2 separate regions of the Rattus norvegicus genome follow, and region 2 is linked to region 1. The links are chromatin contacts, called in public Hi-C maps. All regions are on one chromosome and are shown on one strand. Each heading gives the region's core, a stretch centred on a gene start, on an enhancer-like site or on the middle of the called end of the contact. The rest is flanking DNA. Distances are from core to core; before and after follow the strand shown. Region 1 overlaps Creg2 (cellular repressor of E1A-stimulated genes 2). Region 2 holds the start of Map4k4 (mitogen-activated protein kinase kinase kinase kinase 4).

Evidence for each region. A called contact is a pair of places that touch in the nucleus more often than the background predicts.
Region 2: a Hi-C map of kidney shows a contact between it and region 1, with 3 times the contacts expected there. The contact joins the promoter of Map4k4 here to the enhancer-like site in region 1. A contact is called at or near these places in 3 of 12 Hi-C or Micro-C datasets (the A7r5 cell line, kidney and liver).

Annotation. Positions count from the first base shown.
Region 1 is chr9:49,386,078-49,390,498 of GRCr8, reverse strand. All of the region lies in intron 2 of Creg2 (cellular repressor of E1A-stimulated genes 2), which reads left to right. Among named protein-coding and RNA genes, the nearest start is that of Rnf149, 38 kb to the right of the region's middle. Within about 2 kb of position 2,523, at least 2 of the 93 cell types and tissues checked have an H3K27ac peak or open chromatin away from gene starts, as enhancers often do. A contact at or near this core is called in kidney and liver, where this site is marked.
Region 2 is chr9:49,694,399-49,698,819 of GRCr8, reverse strand. It overlaps Map4k4 (mitogen-activated protein kinase kinase kinase kinase 4), which reads right to left and starts at 2,120. Exons shown (of 32, transcript NM_001401996.1): 1 at 1,751-2,120; 2 at 1,463-1,528. The coding sequence starts at 1,807.

The sequences.
Region 1 (4,421 bases), core at 1,274-3,773:
CTTACGAGTGTGAGCGGTTAGTTTTTACCTCAGTTTCTCCCCACTTAGAGTGATATTATTCCCAAGCCTACTTGCCTCATCATAAGGGCTATAGTGTGCTGGTTGTGCCCAGACATCCCCAGTTTTTCCGCATCCCACCGAAGCCATTTGTCTACTGTCGGATAGCCCCTGGCAAGACCCGGATGTATCTGAGAAGGAATGATTTCACCTCTTGCTCTGACCTTCCTTACCTGCTCCACGTCTCACGGTAGTCTCGTCATCTCCTGGACATTTCTAGATAAGCAGGACCTCTGGGAGTTTCTAACAAACTTGGGAGCTAACTTGGGAATTTTGTAGGACCACAGAGGCAAAGAATTAGTGCGCCCCCTGGTGACTGACCAGGGGAACTTTACTTTAAGTCTCTCGTCCTTGGAGCAAATATTAAACCCCATCTTTACTTCCCCCATGCTTTGGGGAGTCCAATAAGGATGGAGGTGGGTCCTGCTCCCCCCTCCTGGAATTGCTCTCCTCTCTTCTTCAATATCCTCATCGCAGCTACGGAAGCCCCCGCCTGGCCGTCCAAGGTCCAAATGCAGGCTGTAGGGACAGCTACTTCTAGAAGATGAGGCCCAGCAGAACAGAGAGAGAAGCCTTGATGAGCTGTGCTTACTTGGGCCTTGTGTGTACCGGAGGTCAGCATTACACCGACTGACCGATCGTTAGGTCGTTAGGATTGCTACAGTCTAGAGAATATCGGAAACCAGGTTCTACAGAAGCAGGTTGTCCTTTAATCAGAACAAGGAAGGACAGAGGCCACTCCTGGGGGGGTGGAGATGGTGTTCTAAGAAGTCCGGTGAGGGGGTCTTGGAGTTTTATAGGGCAGAAAAAGGGAACTTCTGTGGTTGGAGATTGCATCTGCAGCTCTGTTCCCCTGCAGTCTCTAGGTTGTAAATGAGGATGAGTTTGCTCTTCTTATCAAGAGCTCACTGGGTCCTAACTTCCTGCAGAAGATGCTATCTTTGTGTTAACTTACCTGTCCTGGAGTTTCTTAGCTCACCAGAGGCTTTTTGGTTGTTAGACCTTTAGCCGCATCAGCACCAGATGTTTTTAACACCTGGAAGAAGTTGCGCAGCTCTTTGCATTGGCTTCCAAATGTATGGCCCCAGACACAACTGTGTCCAACAATGTAGCCATTGCCACCCAAGTCAGAGAGCGTTTCTCTCGGTGGCCCTGCAGACAGACTGCAATGACTTCCACAAATGGGCAAGGCCAGCTCACTGGCCACAGCTCCCTTCAGTAAGGCAAAACGGAGCTTTTCTCCATTTTTCCGAGAAACCAGTAAATAGAGTTAATGACCAAATTTCCCAAACCAGTTTCAGCTGTTGTGATATTTCCCTTCTGCCTTCTGCCATAGACCTTACGCTCCTACAAAGGAACCAGAGGTAACCTGATCTTATCCTGTTGGGCCATCTCCAGGTCCCAGCCTTCCAAAAGGAACAGTGCTGAGTCCCACCAAACCACTTCTTGTTTCTATTTTCTTCAGCACTTTGCAGTCTATAAAGTAAGTCTCCAGTACCTGGTTCACCGAAAACTGACTGCATTTGATAGAATTGAGAGTTGTCAGATTCTAGAAACACAAACGAGGGATGAAGATGGAGATCTTTAAACTAAAAGTAGTGTCGTCTTCTGGCAACCTTTGAGGCCAAAATTCTAGACTTTTTAAAACTTTTATTTTTAGAACTTATTCTTTTTTTTTAAGATTTATTTATTTTATGTATACAAGTACACTGTAGCTGTCTTCAGACCAGAAGAGAGCATCGGATCCCTTTACAGATGGTTGTGAGCCACCATGTGGTTGCTGGGAATTGAACTCAGGACCTCTGGGAGAGCAGTCCGTGCTCTTAACCGCTGAGCCATCTCTCCAGCCCTAGAACTTATTCTTAAATTGTTTGTGTGTGCGCGTGTGTATTAATCATTTTTTTTTTTTGGTTCTTTTTTTCGGAGCTGGGGATCGAACCCAGGGCCTTGCACTTCCTAGGCAAGTGCTCTACCACTGAGCTAAATCCCCAACCCATATTAATCATTTTTATTGCTTGTCCTATAGTGCCCTATATTTTGCAAAGTACCTGGTGGATATCCCTTATAAAGGCTCTCTCTCTCCAGACACTTTTATTGAAAGAGGAATAATTAGCTCAGAGTAAGAAGGAGTCTTCCCTGTCATGAATCAGACCAGCATAAAAGCAACAGGCAGCTCCAGCTGTGAGAGTGACTGGAAATCATAATCCTCTCAAGGTCACTGTGCAGCTGCTTGAGGTCACACAAAAGCCATTTGGAGCTGATTTGCTTTCTGGAGACGGGGAAAACTTCCTCCTCACATCCTAACGTGTCAGAAACGTCTCCAACCAATTGGCTTCACCTATGCCTGGGGGTTCTGAGTCTTTGATCTGGAAGTTTTCCCACACAGGGGCAGCATCCAGATGAGCTCCTATACAACCCTAACAGCCTTCCTGCTTCTCAGGCCCAGACACAGTCTTGCATCTGGCTTGTAGGTGAGACTCTCACAGGAGGCCTGTTTACCTTAAGGCAGTGGTTCTCAGTCTTCCTCAAAGGGCCTGAGACCCCTTTGGAAAACTTCTATTTCCAAAAATATTTATATTACAATTCATATAAGTAGCAAAATTACTGTTAGGAAGTGGAAACGGAATAACTTTATGGCTGGGGCAGAGGAGTCACTACAACAACACGAAGGTCGCAGCATTAGGAAAGTTAAGAGCCACCGCCTTAAGGGCATCGAACGTAGCCCGGTTTAATTTTTACCCACATGCCTCTTTTCCCCAAAGAACACCCTAACCTATTTCTGGTAGCCTGCCCAGTAGTTCCACTGATCCACGCTCTCCTGATTTAAAGTGCCCTGTGGCATTTCGCTATGTCAGCACAGTGACCCCACAAGTCCAACACCATAACCGTGGCAAATCCACCCTGCTCCCTAGTCCCCAGAGGGGCTAATGACCCACACAGCTGTGATGAGCACACACACGGATCTTAAAAGCAGAGTGAATGGCTGGGGCAGCCGTGCCTTTAATCTCAGCAATGGGGAAGCAGGTGCAGGTGGATATCTGGGAGTTTAAGACCAGCCTGGGCTACATAGTGAGACCCTATCTCAAAAAAGGAAAACAGGAAGAGGGAGGAAGAGGAGGGGGAAGAGGAGGAAGAAGAGGAAGAGATCTAGAAGAGGTTGTTTACCTAAATTCAAAAACAGACAAATAGAGTCTTTATTTTCCAACAGGGAATGCAGCCAAATGACGCATAATCCAGACCCGGTGGTCTATTCCTCCTCAGGAGACCATGATAGCTAAATGCTTTACATCACTGATGGAGCTAACATTCCAGGCCTTCTTGCGTGGCCATGAGACAGTCTTTAGTGATGTAATATATTGATTTAATACCATCAAAAGTTTGGGAATGCCCCACAATGACAATTTCCAATTTCTCTGCTTAGGTAATAGACTGGGTTCCATTGCTTTAGTTATCTGCTGCCCTGATCCAGATTACCTACACACACCCCAAATTAGGTACTTAAAACAACACACATAAGCCCGGCATGGCAGTATATGCCTGTAGTCCTAGCTCTCAGAAGGCAGAGAGAGGCAGGAGGATGGCAGGTTGAGACAAGTATAAGAGACACAATGAAAGATTGTCTCAAATGACCAGGAGCAAGCAAAAATCCACCACTATCTCACTTAACTTCAGAGACTGGGAACGTTACCTATGTAGATGGCACTGGCTTTGGACAGCTCAATCCTGCTCCTGAAGATCCGACACCCTCTCTTTCCTCCTCAGGTACTGCACTCATGTGCACCACACACACACACACATCAACACATTTGAAAAGTAGAACCAGATACAATATCACATGCCTGTAGTATCAGCTCCTGGGAGGCAGGGAAATCACGTGAGCCTGGGAGTCTGAGATCAGTCTAGGCAGCATAGTGTGACTTAGCTCTTAAAAATAGACGAAGAGGGATTTTGAGCGTAAATCAATGGAAGAGCATGGGAAGAATAAATAGTGTATACATATCCACCTACCCATGGGATGAATAAATATTGTTTAAGTGTTCATCTAACCAAGCAATCTACAGAGTCAATGCAGTCCCTGTGACAATATCAAAAGCCGAGCTATTTTTAAATAATGTGAAAATTATTGTAGAGACACCTATAATAGAAACCACTCGCTGTTATTGTAACCAAAGGAAAACTGTCACCAAGGAAAACTGTATTTGTATCCGTGTGTGACAGACGTTCGGATACAACTTCCTCAGAGTCAAAATAGGATCCACTGCGCCAAGGGTGGCGGCAGTGAAAAAGACACGAGGAGACATGAGGGAGGGTTTGTTCACGTGTACTGAGGAGAGTAGCCATCTGGAAAGGCTGTGCCAGAAGCA
Region 2 (4,421 bases), core at 871-3,370, 310 kb before region 1:
CAGCCAGCTGCTCAGTGAGTTGCAACAGTCTTTTTCCAAAATTTTCCAAAGCCTTCCAAATTCAGTTGGACCCAGCAGGCAGTTAACGGGGCTCCCTTTCAAATTCAAAAATTTGGCCCAGGCCCCAACAGTTAACCAACAAAACATGCTAATTCACTTGAGATCACCTAAGAGCACTGACTCAGGCTCAGACCACAGGCCGGTCCACACCACCATCCAGGCCCTGTGGTGGGGGAAGGGAGAAGCTGGAACTGGGAGAAGCAATCAGAAGCACATAAACCCTATTCATAAAACAGAAAAGGGACAATAGAATCCACACTTAATTTGGCCTCAGAAAATGTCTACAGTCAGCTTCAACCACCACCCCCATTTTTAAGGAAACAATGACAATTCTTCATGGCGAGTCACAAAGCCCTCCTTCACAAGATATTTTTTTTTCCTTTGTAGCTCAACCTTGACCCAGTCCCAGTAACTAGAAAACTCCCCAAGCAAAGATAATTCCAGAAAACCATTTGCTAACAAGAAAGAAACCAGGAAAGAGAACTTAAAAGGGTTTTTTGCTTTGTTTGTTTTGTGTTTTTTTTTTTTGCTTTGTTCGTGTTTTTAAACACTTAGGAGCCTGAGCCCCACTTCTAGTTCTAGAACGAGCAAAACGGAATGAACAACAACAGTTAGCAACATCAGGGGCCAGCTACTCAGCACGAACTCACAGCTCCCTTAGTTTCCTTTGCAGCCTGGAGAGGAGGGTACATTTAAAGAAAGAGAAGGGGTGGTGGGTGTGAAGCAGGCATCCTGTCTACACCTTAGCTCTCTCTCCTCCTAGCCATCTCAATTACACAGCTGTCACACAGGTTATTCCTGGAATTCACATTTTATAATACCCACACTGTAATTCCTTCTGCTCCTGTGGCCCAAAAGCACACTCCTCTCGGCTTCCCCAAAATACTGTCCACCAGAAGAGGGTAAGAGCAGTTCCAGGTAAAGCCAATCTCCCCAAGTTAAATCCTTTTGGCAAGCACTCCCAAGGCATGATGACAATTCTCAAGAATCCCAAGGCAGTGGTTGAGTGTAATCATAGGCAAGGCCTGTCTACACTGAATCTTAATTCACATACAAATGCAAACGCATGGAGGCCAGATTTGGAGGAAAGGGGGATGGGGGGGGGGACCCTTCGGTCGCCCTCGAACACAAAATTCCTTTTCTATTTTGCTGAAGCTAAGTGCATGCCTAACAGTGTAGCTTATTTCCTTTATCTCAAAGCCAGGAAATGAGGTCTTTTAAGGCCAGTCTGAACACAGGCGAAAAACAAAAAGAAACAAGAAACAAGAAAAGCCAGGCGAAAACCCCTTTCTCAACTTTGGCCAGGCAGCACGGCCTGCAGTCAGCAGTGTTCCGTCACCCTTTCCCTCGTCCCCTAAGAAGTTTCTCCACGCCACGGGGAACAAAGGCGCCCCACACCGACCTTATAGACTTGTCCATAGGTGCCATTTCCAACCACTTCCACCAGCTCAAAAATCCCAGCAGGGTCCTGGGGAGAGAGGAGGGGGAGGTTATCATCTCAAAAGGGGGACCCCGACCGAGGAGGACGAGCGGGCGGAGGGAGGGATGCAGGGCGGTGACAAAGGCTCGCCCCGCCGGGTCCCCGGGAGCGCCGCGGAAGCCGCCCGCCCGCTCGCCCAGCAGACAAAGGGGCCGCCGCGCCCGCGGGTGTCCGTGTCCACCGCGGCGCGCAGGGCGCGGCCGCACTCACCCGCAGGGACGACAGGTCGATGTCCACCAAGCTTTTAGCCGGAGAGTCGTTCGCCATCTTCCCCGGGTCGCCGCCCCAAGAGCAGGCGAGCGAGCGAGCGACGGGCAGGGGCTCGGCGGCGCCGGGGCTCGGGCCGCACAAGCAGGCCGCCGCCGGCGCGGCGTGTCGTCTGGTCTGAGCGGAGCGCGGCGAGCGCGGGCCACGGGGCTCACACCATGGCGCGGCGGCCCTCCCTCGGCCCCCACCCACCCCCCGGGCGTCGCCCGCCGCCTCAGGCCCCGGCGCCCCGCGCGCGCGCGCCTGCACGAGCCGCCCGGAGCTGGGGCCGGAGAGCGCGGCGAGCGAGCAAGCGAACGCGAGGCCGCGAAACAAAGATGCCGCGGGAGGCGGGGGCGGGGGCGGGGACGCGGGGCACCGACCGGCGCCGCTGAGGAGGGGCGAGCGGCTCCCCCGCCCCCTCCGCCGGGAGAGCGGGTGGAACCCGGCCCTCGCCCTCGCTCGCCCGCCCGCGTGAATATTCAGCAGGGGTGGGGCTCGAACAATGGCGGGGCGGCCGGCCCTCGGCGGATGGCAGCCGGGCCCCGGGTGGGGCCGGGAGCCCTCGGGGCCTTCCCGGAGGAGGTGCGGGGCGCGGCGGAACGCCCCAGCCTCCGCTAACAATGACTGAGAGACTACGAGCGGCTCGGCGGCCCGGTGGACACCCACTCGCGCTGCTTGCCGGAGAGAGGGTGTGCCCGGGCGCGCTGGGTCCGGCCTCTGTCCTCTCCGCCGCCTACGGCCCGTCGGTCCCGAAGACCCTGGTTTCCTTCGCCCACCCACTCCCACCACGGTGTTTTTCTTTCCTTTCTCTTTTCCAGGCTCAGTTTGTGGCGTGGTTACTGTTGAAAGATTCACCGAGCATCACTTGATCGTCCGGGCGAATCCAAAACAGTCGCTGTGATTGCTCGCTGCTGTGTCCCCGAGCGCGTGTGGCCCACGGGCGGGCGGGAGGGCGAGCCCTCTGCTCCGATCTAAACCCGGACAATATCTGGAGATCACCACGGTCACCAAACAGGCTTCTTTCAGCACGCTACAGCAAGTCAGCTAGTCAATTCAAGTACTGTCCCTCTTCGGGACCAGCCAAAAACATGTTTAGTGGCTCGATAATACCTTACAGCTGGTGTTCTCAACAGTACCCCCAGAATAGCCAGGTAGTGTTGTAAGATCGCTGTAAAACTGCTTGACTCCCACATGTGGAAGGCCTAGAATAGGCCTATTAAGTTAACAGATGAAGCTAAGCTTGGTGTTCCAGGGCGCCCCCAAGATCAAAATCCACTCTGTTTCATGGGCCTTCTAATTGTCACTACTAACGTTCTGCACCTCTTTCCCTCCCCATACACTCATACACTGTTCTGATTTAAGCAGTACACACCTTATGGCCTCGAAGTAGAAAACCCCAAATACTACAAGTGATGTACTCAAACCCTAAAGACCCTAACCTAGGGAGGAGCAGGCGTTCTCACAACTTCAGCTTATACCCAGAGTTCATGTTGGCTGCCCCCCAGACAATGTCCAGCACTCTGCTGTTTAAGCTTTTCTTCTAAGATGTTTCTTAGGTGTTTCTTCTAAGATGTTTGACACGAGACTCTATTGTAAAGTGAAATTATCCCGATATCTCTTTATTAGGAAACACAGTAACAAAAATGTTTGTGAGTTTGTTAGCGCTTTTCTAGTTTGGCTTTGTTATTATTAATAATATAGTGACGTATGCCAACCATTTCATATGTGTTATCTTACTGTTCTTCACATTAACCTCCAGTGGTACTCTTAATTTTGCAGCTTTAGGCATCCGGAAATAAAATCTGAAGATTTACCTCTCCCACTGTGCACAGCTGATGGCTATACAGATACGGCAGCCTCCCCCCAGCTCTTCTACAGGTTAACATCAGACCTATGACATGGAGGCCCTTCCTCATACCACTTCTTCTTATCTATACGAATCCTCCCCCCCCCATCACTTCAGAACCACCACATCCAAATCCCCCCACAACCACCCATCCTAAGTTGCAGTGAGCAGGATCAGCAATGAAGCCGTTGTTTTCCATTTTCAAGGCAGTATCTATTATTAAAAGGGCAAGCCAGCGCCCAGGATATCTGAAAGAGCATTCCAATGTGTCCTCAGAGAACTTACAGCTAACAGCCATGGGGTGGTTTATAAATACCCACAATATAATATTGTAATTCCAGCCAGACAGAAGGGACACTAAACTGTGTTCTCTGAAAGTCTGCAGGATTTAGGGCAAAGCTGAACTGGGTTTAAACCCTGGCTCTATTATTTATCAATTGTGCAACCTTGCTCCCGCTGTCTAACCTCTCAGCCTATTTCCTCTTTGGTATTCCAGATAGAGGCAAGAGATAAGGAAGGCAAATAAGAAGCCAGAGCTGAAGCAGGAGCAGTGAGGGCTGTGACTAGGTCACAGGAGGGTAGATTCTCCAAAGACTTGAAACACGAAGGGATTCCAGAAAGCGGCATAGAGTCAAAGGGTAACCCCTCTACCTGTGGTTCAGAACTCTGCACTTGCTAACTAGGAGCAGAGGGAAAGATGGGGCTTGCTGGGTAACAGGGACCAAATGTTTGCTCTTGAACCCAAAGCCAAAGTAAATGAAACAGTCTCACATCTGCCCCGCTTGA